2 separate regions of the Macaca mulatta genome follow, and region 1 is linked to region 2. Evidence: chromatin contacts called from public Hi-C data. All regions are on one chromosome and are shown on one strand. The core of a region is the stretch at or near the end of the contact, and the rest is flanking DNA. Distances in the headings are between cores, read along the strand shown.

Region 1 (5,320 bases), core at 1,608-4,107, 76 kb before region 2:
CTGGACCAGCTCTGTTTCTGCCTGGTCATCCTGAGCCCCTCCTGCCCTCAGGGCCATTCTACTGTGCTCCCCTGCCTCACCGCCTCCTCCCCGCTCTCCCAGGCTCTTCCTTCAGAGGCCCCTTTCTGCCTCCATGGCTACCCATCCACCCCCTCAGACCCCATTCCTCCAGCCTGCGTGCCCCTAACCTGGCTCTTCCCATCTCCCCAGCATAACCAAATCTTACTAAACTCAACCTAGGCTGGGCATGGTGACTCACGCCTGTAATCCCCCAGCACTTTAGGAGGCAAAGGTGGGAGAATCGCTTGAGCCCAGGAGTTCAAGACCAGCCTGGGTCACATGACAAAGCCCCATCTCTACCAAAAAAAAAAAAAAAAAAAAGCTAGATGTGGTGGCATGCACCTGTAGTCCAAGCTACTTGGAAGGCTGAAGTGGGAGGATTACTTGAGCCCTGGAGGTGGAGGCTGGAGTGAACAGAGATCGCACCACTGAACTCCGGTCTGGGCAGAGTAGATCGAGACCCTGCCTGAAAATAAATCAATAAATAAACTCAACCTAAATGGGTGTGAATATATGTAAATTGAATACCAGAAGTTTTGAGAAACATCCTTTGTAAATTTCATCCTACGAATTGGGTCATTCATGTCATACCCGGCTAAAACAGAGGCCAGGGGCCAGGGAGGAAAAGCAATCAGGCCACACGCCATTGCTCCCGAAATGGACTTCTGTGCAAGCCTGACTCCTGAAACTGTGCATTGTACCCTGAAACCAGCTTTATCCATAGCTTCTGCGATAAATGGCTGTAAGTCTTGGACTCCTTGCTCCAAAAGCAGCAACTCAGCAATGGAACCTCCCAGCTCCCAACCCTTCCTAGTGCCCACGGGCTTTCCCAAAGGGCAAGAGAACATTTCTCCTCCTATAATTGCCATCTCTTTGTTCTCCCGACATGGTGAACACCATCCGGACTGCGTGTATGTCCCAAATTACAATTCTTTCTTTGCTAATGAAATATGAAATTTAGAGGCTCTTCTCCACACTTTAAATTTGACTTGACATTTTCAAGGCAGATGTAAGTTATTAGAGAATGAGACTCTATAAAAATGACCCCTTCATGCCGTGGCCTCCATAGAAGATGCCCCGGGCCAGGTGTCCACACGGCGGGCATTTATTTTCTCGCAGATCTGGAGGCTGCAGGTCCAAGTTCGAGGGTTGGGTGGAGTTGTTTTCTCTGAGGTCAATTCTCCTGGCTGGCAGGGAGTCTCCCAGCCGTGTCCTCTGTGGCTTTTCCTCTATGCACCTGCACCTCTGGGGTCTCTCTGCCTCCAAATATCAAATATCAACCTTTTTTTTTTTTTCTTTGAGACAGAGTTTTGCTCTTGTTGTCCAGGCTGGAGTGCAATGGCACGATCTCGGCTCACTGCAACCTCTGCCTCCCGAGTTCAAGCGATTCTTCTGCTTCAGCCTCCCAAGTACCTGGGACTAAAGGCATGCGTCACCACACCTGATTAATTTTGTAGTTTTAGTAGAGAAGGGATCTCACCATGTTGGCCATGCTTGCTCTCGAACTCCTGACCGCAGGTGATCTGCCTGTCTTGGCCTCCCCAAGTGCTGGGATTACAGGTGTGAGCCACTGCCCGCCTGGGATCATATGTTACATGCATATTTGTTTGATAAGCCTGGACTGCAACCACCTACATGAATATTCATAGCTCCTCCTGTAGCCTGTTGAATATGTATGTTTAGCCAACCTCTTCAGCATAAAGCTCCTGCCCCAACCCCTCCTGCTTCTAAATGTCTGTCTCTGGTGTTTCCCAGAGGCTGCTTTTCCCAGGCTGTAGGATGGCCACCTTGCAGGCTATCACCCTTATCAAGAAATAAAGTGTTCTTTGTAAATGTATACCTTGTATAATTTTTAGGTCTCTGCACCATGGGAGCACGCTACCAGGGGAAGGGAGCTGTGAGACCCACAGGGAGTCCCCAGACAGGCTGGCGTGGGACACCAGCCGCTGCCCTTCCATGACATGGGGACAAGAGAGGGCAAAAGTTCATTCTACCAGGGAGCAACTCCGGGCCGGAGATGGGGAAGGAGGAGAAGCAGGAAGGAAAGAGCTCAGTTTGGGGGCGCACATGACATCTTGGTGGGACATCTGAGGCCCACACCCACCTGCTGTCCCCCACTCCCATGGTGGCCTCCTAGTGTGAAGGCCTGGGGGGAGGTAGACGCCATGCCCTTCACTCTCCCTCCCTGTCCCCATGGCTGCTGGGTGGGGGGTGTCTCTGGGTTGATACCTGAGGGCAGGATCTGGGAGTCCCTGCAGAGGCATCAGCCTGTCTGTCTTGATGGTGGAGAGGAGGCTCCAGCTGGGCGGGACCACCAGGGGAGGGGCCTCTGCTCTGCTGGCTCAGCCTGGTGTGGACCCACCTCCAGGCCTCTGGCTGCAATGACTTTCTCTTTCACTTTGCAATGGCCTTGGGTCCTGCCTCAAGGAGCAGCCTGTCTTTGTCACAGGTCCCTCTACACAGGGGAGGGCCCCAGAGAAAACCAGAAACAGGGTGAAAGACTGAGTAAGATAAGCATCCCATGGCCTCCCACACCAGCGCCAGAACAGGAAGGGGGAGGGGCCAAGACTCACAAGGCCTTGGGAGGTCACTTTTTTTTGAGACAGAGTCTCCCTCTCTCACCGAGGCTGGAGTACAGTGGCACGATCTCGACTCACTGCAACCTCCGCCTCCCGGGTTCAAGCGAGCCTCCCGAGTAGCTGGGATTGCAGGTGCCCACCACCACACCCGGCTAATTTTTGTATTTTTAGTAGAGACGGGGTTTCTGCATTTTGGTCAGGCTGGTCTGGAACTCCTGACCTCGTGATCCGCCTGCCTCAGCCTCCCAAAGTGCTGGGATTACAGGCGTGAGCCACCGTGCCTGGCTGGGAGGTCATTTTAAGGAGGGCTGCCCAACTGCAAGGGCGCTGTAAGCAGGAAGTGAAACCACAGCGCTTCAAAAAAAAGAGCGGGACTGGGACAAGCGTATCTAAGAGGCTGAACATGAATCCACAGATCAGGTACCGCTGCCCACTCAGTCCGCCCGGGTCTCTCCGGCCCCTTCCTGTCTGGTGGTCCTGCTGGGCCTCAGCCCTGGCCTCCCTCTGCCCCAGCCCCAACCCCAGACTTCCTTCCCTCTGGCTTCCCTGCTATCCCCACTCCCAGCCACGCTACTTGCCCTGCTGTGTGGTTGCCCCACTGCTGTTTCTGAATGGGCAACCTTCCCCACCTGCCACAGCCCAGGCCCCCTGCTGAGACTGTCCACTGAAAGTCATGGCCAGGTTGGTGCTCCCCGCCCTGAGAGGGTGCTCCCTCTGTGTGCTTCTCGCCATTCCTGAGCTCAGGAACTGGGAGAATTGAACTAAAGGATGATTGGGGCAATCAGGTATTTTGTTTACAGCGCTTTGTTGGACTTTCTGTAAGATTTACTTTGTTTAAATACAAAGTCTTAGGAGAGGGTGTGGGGAGGGAATGATTTCTGAAGCACAGGATAAATCATATCATCCAAGGATGACTCCACAGTCAGCAGATGACCCCAGACAGGTTCCACTCCAAGGTCACTCTTCATCTTTTAGAACATGACCAGTAACATGGAATGTGAGAAAGAACGCAATGATCAGGAGAAATGTTCTGATTTTAAAATTTAGTGAAAAGAGAGCCCAGTCCCCAACAGCTTTCTCCTGCAGGGCCCTGTGATGCAGAGACTGGACAGGGCTGGCCTGGAAAGGGGCCCCAGCTCCATCTGTCCCAGCTCTGTGGCCTGGGCAGGTTACCCCGCCTCTCTGCACCTCTGGCCCCTCCTCTGTAAGATGGGAATGGCCCCGGCAGGCCTAGGGCAGCCTCACATGAGCTCATACCCACGCAGCACTTAGAAGAGTGGCCTGGGCCTCAGAAATCGGTTCAACCATGATTTTAAAATAATGTTAACATGCAAAGTGAAGCATCAGGAAGGTATTGAGCTGAAAGGTTAAAAGCCATTTTTTAAGGGTGAAGAGTTTTATTATCTTTTGCATTTTCTTAATGAGTTGGGCAGTGGGTTGGCAGAAATACTGAGAAGGTGGGGAATGTACCCCTGGAAAGGCCAGAGTTGGGCCTGAGTTGGGAGAGATCGCCCCGGCCCTGGCGCCCCTGCCAGCGTCCCCGCCTCTTCCTCTCCCCTCAGTCTTCCTGCCTGGGAAGACAGCACAAATTCTCAGGGCTGTGGAGGAGTGGGGGAGGCCCAGGGCCATCCCAGGAGCTGTGTTCAGTGGACATGAGCCCCGAGGACTCCAGGGAGGGCTCTCTGCATGGCAGATTTCTCTCTTTTGCCTTCAGAAATCCGATGGAGGGGATGGATCGACACGCATTCAACTACAACTTTGAAAATGAACCCATCCTCTATGGTCGGAGCTACACCTGGCTGTGCTACGAAGTGAAAATAAGGAAGGACCCCTCAAAGCTCCCTTGGGACACAGGGGTCTTTCGAGGCCAGGTACGACCCAAACTTCAGTCGAATCGTAGGTACGAACTAAGCAACTGGGAATGCAGAAAACGCGTAAGTAAAATGCCCGGTGGCGGGCTCTCAATTGTATATTTTTTCCCACATTTATTTTTTTTCTTTCTTTCTTATTTATTTATTTATTTTGAGACAGAGTCTCCATCTGTCGCCCAGGCTGAAGTGCAGTGGTGCGATCTCGGCTCACTGCAACCTCTGTCTCCTGGGTTCAAGCGATTCTCCTGCCTCAGCGTCCTGAGTAGCTGGGACTACAGGCACCTGCCACCACGCCAGGCTAATTTTACTATTTTCAGTAGAAATGGGTTTTCACCATGTTGAGCAGGCTGGTCTCGAATGCCTGATCTCAGGTGATTCACCTGCCTTGGCCTCCCAAAGTTCTGGGATTACAGGCGTGAGCCAGTGTGCCTGGCCACATTCCACATTTCTTTATTTCTTTTATTTCTTTCTTTTTTTTTTTTCTTTTTTTTTTTTGAGACAGAGTTTTGCTCTTGTTGTCCAGGCTAGAGTGCAATGGCTCAATCTTGGCTCATTCAACTTCCGCCTCCTGGGTTCAAGCGATTATCCTGCCTCAGCTGCCTGAATAGCTGGGATTACAGGTGCCTGCCACCATGCCCAGCTAATTTTTTGTATTTTTAATAGAGACGGGATTTCACCATGTTGGCCAGGCTGGCCTTGAACTCCTGACCTCAGGTGATCCGCTCACCTCGGCCTCCCAAAGTGCTGGGAACACAGATATGAGCCACTGTGCCGGGCCTCCACTTCCCACATATCTTAAGTCTGTAGCCC
Region 2 (5,216 bases), core at 967-3,466:
TGCAGGGATTCACTGGAGGAACAGTGGGAATGCTGCCTGTGGGAAGGACTAAGGAAAGGGTTCCGCCTTTCTTTCCATCCTCCCTGCTTCTCAGCCTGGGAGACTCAGCTCTCTGATTAACCAGCACTACAGAGTGCAGATCTGATGTCGCTTCTGGCAGGACCCCGCTTATTCTGGAATCCTCCATGGACTGTAGCCCCAACATTAGGACAGATAGGGTGGAGGGGATGCCATTCCCAGGAACCTTCTAAATTCCCACCCAAGCTCCTGTGACCCCAGGGGCCATGCAGGGTCTAGGGGGCTGTCGGGGTGTGCAGGGCGGGAGGACATGGAGGGACAAGCTGGGCAAGATTCAGTGGGACTCCTTGGTGTGGAACCTAGACTCTGCAGTGACTGCCCCTAGTCCTCGCCCTTGGGATTCAACTTTCCTTGGGGCTCTTTAGTTTTTCTTTCTCTTTTCTTTTTCTTTTTTTTAGATGGAGTTTTGATCTTGCCACCCAGGCTGGAGTGAAGTGGCACAGTCTTGGCTCGCTGCAACCTCTGCCTCCTAGGTTCAGATGATTCCCCTACTTCAGACTCCCGAGTAGCTAGGATTACAGGTGTCCGCCACCACGCCTGGCTAATTTTTGTATTTTTAGTAGAGACAAGGTTTCGCCATGTTGCCCAGGCTGGTCTCGAACTCCTGACCTCAGGTCATCAGCCTGCCTCAGCCTCCTGAAATGCTGGGATTATAGGCATGAGCCACGGCACCTGGCCTGGCTCTTTGGTGTTTATGATCTGAAGGGTGTTGGTTGATATGCATGAAGATGAGAACACGGGTTCCAGAATGCAAATGTGAAGTCCAGGTCCTTCATCTCTAACCTGGGAGGCCCTTTAGGAGCAGTAAGTCCCCTTCCTCGTGTCTCCTCTCCTCCTCTTTCCATGGAGCAATGAAGAACCTCAAAGCAGGTAGCTGTGGGGGAGGAGGGACACAGGAAGCCCTGGCCAGCCCTCCAGCTCTGCTGTTGATTTGCTGTGTGACCTGGGGACAGTATCTTAGCCTCTCTGTGCTTGGGACCTCCTCTGACTGTCAGGATCACGGTTCTCCCCTCCCAGTACTATCTGGGGACTGGGCAAGGTAATGGGCACTGGATCCGCTGGAGATGCAGTCCTGAGCCCTGACCCCAGTGCTCATTTCACATCAGGCTCAGGGTCCTGCCAGGAGGCTGAATGACAAAGGTCAGTGGGGTGGTGGGGAGGGGGCTGCAGCCTGCCCTGCCCACCAGGGGAATGACATCTGGCCTGTGGTCTCAGTCCTGGTCTGGATCCCTGTTCCTCTCTGTGGCTTCTATTCCTTTCGTTTATTATACTTCATTTTTTGAGACGGAGTCTCGCTCCTATTGCCCAGGCTGGAGTGCAGTTGGCCAGGTTGGTCTCGAACTCCTGACTTCGGGTGATCCACCTGCCTCACTCCCAGCACTCCCAAAGTGCTGGGATAACAGGCACCATGACCAGTCATCAATTCCTTCCTTCCTTCCTTCCTTCCTTCCTTCCTTCCTTCCTTCCTTCCTTCCTTCCTTCATCCCTCCCTCCCTCCCTCCCTCCCTTCCTCCCTTCCTTTTCTCCCTCTCTCCCTCCCTCCCTCCCTCCCTCCCTCCTTCCTTCCTTTCTCTCTCTCTTTTTTTTCAGTGTCTGGTTCTGTCACCAGGCTGGAGTGCAGTGGTGCGATCTCGACTCACTGCAACCTCTGCCTCCCAGGTTCAAGTGATTTCCCTGCCTCAGCCTCCCAAGTAGCTGGAACTACAGGCGCCCACCACCACGCCTGGCTAATTTTTTGTATTTTAGTAGAGACGGGGTTTCACCATGTTGGCCAGGATGGTCTTCATCTCCTTACCTCGTGATTTGCCCACCTCAGCCGCCCAAATGTTGGGATTACAGGTGTGAGCCACTGCATCCAGCCTTTGCTCCTTTGTAAACTGTACCTGGGGAGGGAATTGAGTCTGGCTGTACCTGGGGAGGGAATTGGGGATGGGAGGATGGGAGGTGAGGCATCTCCCTCAGACTTCCCCTGCCAAGCCTGAGGAACATAGATAAAGGAAGGAGCCTGAGGGATCTGAAGCACCCAGGGCCCTCCCACTCCAGTCCCCAAAAAAGGGAGAGGGTGGAGCCACCCTCATCAAGCCCTGAGAGGTGACTTTTGGGAGAGCTGCCTGGAAACAAAAGTGAAACTTAGTGCCCCAGACAAGCAGGGGCAAGCCTGCTAAGGAAGCTGTGGCCAGAAGCACAGATCAGGTACCGCTGCCCCCTCTGTCCACTGGGTCCTCTGCTGCCCCTTCCTGCCTGGCAGCCCTTCTGGGCCTCAGCCCTGGCCTCCCGCTGCCCCAATCCCATCCCTGGGCTCCTTCCCCTCTGACTCCCCTGCCGCCCCCACTCCCACCCAGGCTCTTTGCCCTGCTGTGTGGTCGCCCCACTGCTGCTTCTGAATGGGCTGCCTCCCCTACCTGCCCCAGTCCAGGTCCCCTGCTGAGACTCTCCCCTAAAAGTCATGGCTGGGCTGATGCTCCCCACCTTGGGAGGGTGCTCCCTCTGTGTGCTTCCTGCCATTCCTGGGTTCTGGAACTGGGAGAACCGAACTAAAGGATGACAGGAGCAATCTGGAATTTTGTTCAGAGCGCTTTGATGAACTTTCTGTAAGATTTACTTTGTTTCAATACAGAGTCTTAGGAGAAGGTGTGGGGAGGGAATGGTCTCTGAAGCACAAGGTAAATCTTGTTTTCCAAGGATGTCTCCACTGTGGGCAGAGGAGGACGCAGATGACCCCGAACACACGCTCCTCCTCCACGATCAGCATTCACCATTTATAATGACACCAGTAACATGGAATATAGGGAAAAACTTAATGATCAGGAGAAATGCTTTTATTTTAAAATTTAGTAAGAAGAGAGCCTGGTCCCCAACGGCTCCCTCCTGCAGGGCCCCGTGATGCAGAGGCTGGACAGGGCTGGCCTGGAAAGGGGCCCTAGCTCCATCTGTCCCCAGCTCTGTGGCCTGGGCGGGTTACCCCGCCTCTCTGCGCCTCTGGCCCCTCCTCTGTAAGATGGGAATGGCCCCTGCAGCCCTAGGGCAGCCTCACATGAGTTCAGATTCTCTCAGCACTTAGAAGAGGGCCTGGGCCTGGGGGATGGAGGTGCTACTCTGAATTTTTTTTTTTTTTTTTTTTTTGAGACGGAATCTCTGTCTGTCTCCCAGGCTGGAGAGTCATCTCAGCTCACCGCAAGCTCCGCCTCCCGAGTTCACCCCATTCTCCTGCCTGGCCAGGCACAATGGCTCATGCCTGTAATCCCAACACTTTGCGAAGCTGAGAGAGGAGGATCATCACTAGAGGCCGGGAGTTCCAAAGCAGCCTGGTCAATATAGGGAGACTCCTTATCTACCAAAACTAAAAAAATAAAATAAAATAAAAAAATAACATGAATAGTAAAATGCCAGGAATTAACTGAACTGAAATAGTAAGAGCTCTTATTTTGAAGTGGAGAATTTTATTCACTTTTCTTATTTTTAATGGGTTGGAGGATAGTTGGCAGAAATACTGCGAGGATGGGGGATCTGTCCCTGGAAAGACCAGGGCTGGTGCCCTGAGCTGGGAGAGGTCACCCTGGCCCTGCTGCCCCTGCCAGCATCTTCTCTTCCCCTCTCCCTGGTCCTCCTGCTTGGGAAAGCTGCAGAAATTCTCAGGACTTGGAGGCTTGAAATTCTCAGGAGTCTTCCAGAAAGCAGAATAGAAAGTAGAAGGGCAATGACCAATCAGAGAGGCCAAAGAGAGGGCGCTCAGGCCCTCAGGGAGACAGCACGGGTCACAATCCTGGCCGGGCATGGTGGCTCACGCCTATAATCCCAGCACTTTGGGAGGCCGAGGTGGGTGGATCACCTGAGGTCAAAGGAGTTCAAGACCAGCCTGGCCAACATGGTAAAACTCCATCTCTACAAAAATACAAAAACTAGCCAGGCATGAAGGAGAGTGCCTGTAATCCCAGCTACTTGGGAGGTTGAGGTGGGAGAATCGCTTGAACTGGGTAGGTAGAGGTTGCAGTGGGCCGAGATTGCACCATTGCACTCCAGCCTGGGCGACAGAGTGAGACTCTGTCTCAAAAAAATAAATAAATAAAATGAAATAAAATAAAAGCAAAATCCAAAATTGAATCCTCTGTAGAATGTAATCACAATTCAGCAGAGCAAAATCAATGTAACTCCTTCAGCCAAATATCTGTCACAACACTCCCTTGGTGACAACAGCTTTTCCTGTTCACCCAACTCTGTGTTTTGTGCAGACAAAATTGTGAAACACACACCTAAGCAAAGAGCACAGTGTTAGAGGAAGCTCCAGTCTCCACCCCGTCACTCCCCAAGAAGAAGGGTTCTGGTATTGGACATGTAGGGGTCGAGAGGCCTGTGGACCTCAAGGAGGGGGTGTCCAACTGCAGCTGGAAAGAGGGATCTGGGACTCAGGCGAGAGGCGTGTGAGCAGCTCAGAGAAGGTCTGAGCTCAGTGGAGCCAGAAAGGCACACCCACAGTTCTCAGGCAGGGGATCCCCACCCAACCCAGGCAGAATAGTGATGAGGTCAGGGCAGTCCCATACAAAGAGCCTCAGCTGTGGGCAGCAGCGGGTGCCCTCCCAGGTGGGAGGATGGGAAGTAGCAGACAAGGTGGGAAGAAGCACTCCCCTCCTCCTGCCCTCTTGCCAGCGCTTCCTCCCCCTCCTCCACTGCAGTCCTCCTGGCCAACAACTAAAGGGGAGACCCTCCCTCACCAAGGAGAGGGGTCCAAGTGAACAGAAAGAGTTGTGTTTGGCTGGCCGCAGTGGCTCACGCCTGTAATCCCAACACTTTGGGAGACCAAGGTGGGTGGATCACCTGAGTTCAGGAGTTCGAGACCAGCCTGGCCAACATGGTAAAACCCAGTATCTACTAAAAATACAAAAATTAGCTGGGTGTGGTGGTGGGCATCTCTAATCCCAGCTACTTGGGAGGCTGAGGCAGGAGAATCACTTGAACTTGGAAGGCGGTGGTTGTAGTGAGCCAAGATCGTGCCACTGCACTCCCGCCTGGGCGACAGAGGGAAACTCCGTCTCAAAAAACAAAAAAGAGTTGGGTTTGAAAAGTGGCTTGAGCTGGGGTGACTCCAGATGACGCCCCCTGCATCTTTCGTTTTCCCTTTCTGTTGCACAGAAACACGATGG

What was found. Hi-C and Micro-C count contacts between places; a contact is called where the count stands out from the background.
Region 1: a Hi-C map of fetal cortical plate shows a contact between it and region 2, with 2.0 times the contacts expected there. The contact joins the promoter of APOBEC3D here to the promoter of APOBEC3H in region 2. A contact is called at or near these places in 3 of 14 Hi-C or Micro-C datasets (CD4 T cells, blood and fetal cortical plate).

Annotation. Positions count from the first base shown.
Region 1 is chr10:12,538,498-12,543,817 of T2T-MMU8v2.0, reverse strand. It overlaps APOBEC3D (apolipoprotein B mRNA editing enzyme catalytic subunit 3D), which reads left to right and starts at 2,857. Exons shown (of 7, transcript NM_001346002.1): 1 at 2,857-3,059; 2 at 4,354-4,510. The coding sequence starts at 3,043. LOC144331706 (a long non-coding RNA gene) reads right to left here and starts at 2,363. Exons shown (of 3, transcript XR_013399075.1): 1 at 2,290-2,363. APOBEC3C (apolipoprotein B mRNA editing enzyme catalytic subunit 3C) reads left to right here. Exons shown (of 4, transcript NM_001114359.2): 4 at 1-378.
Region 2 is chr10:12,461,889-12,467,104 of T2T-MMU8v2.0, reverse strand. APOBEC3H (apolipoprotein B mRNA editing enzyme catalytic subunit 3H) reads left to right here and starts at 2,216. Exons shown (of 5, transcript NM_001345935.1): 1 at 2,216-2,271; 2 at 5,206-5,216. The coding sequence starts at 5,213.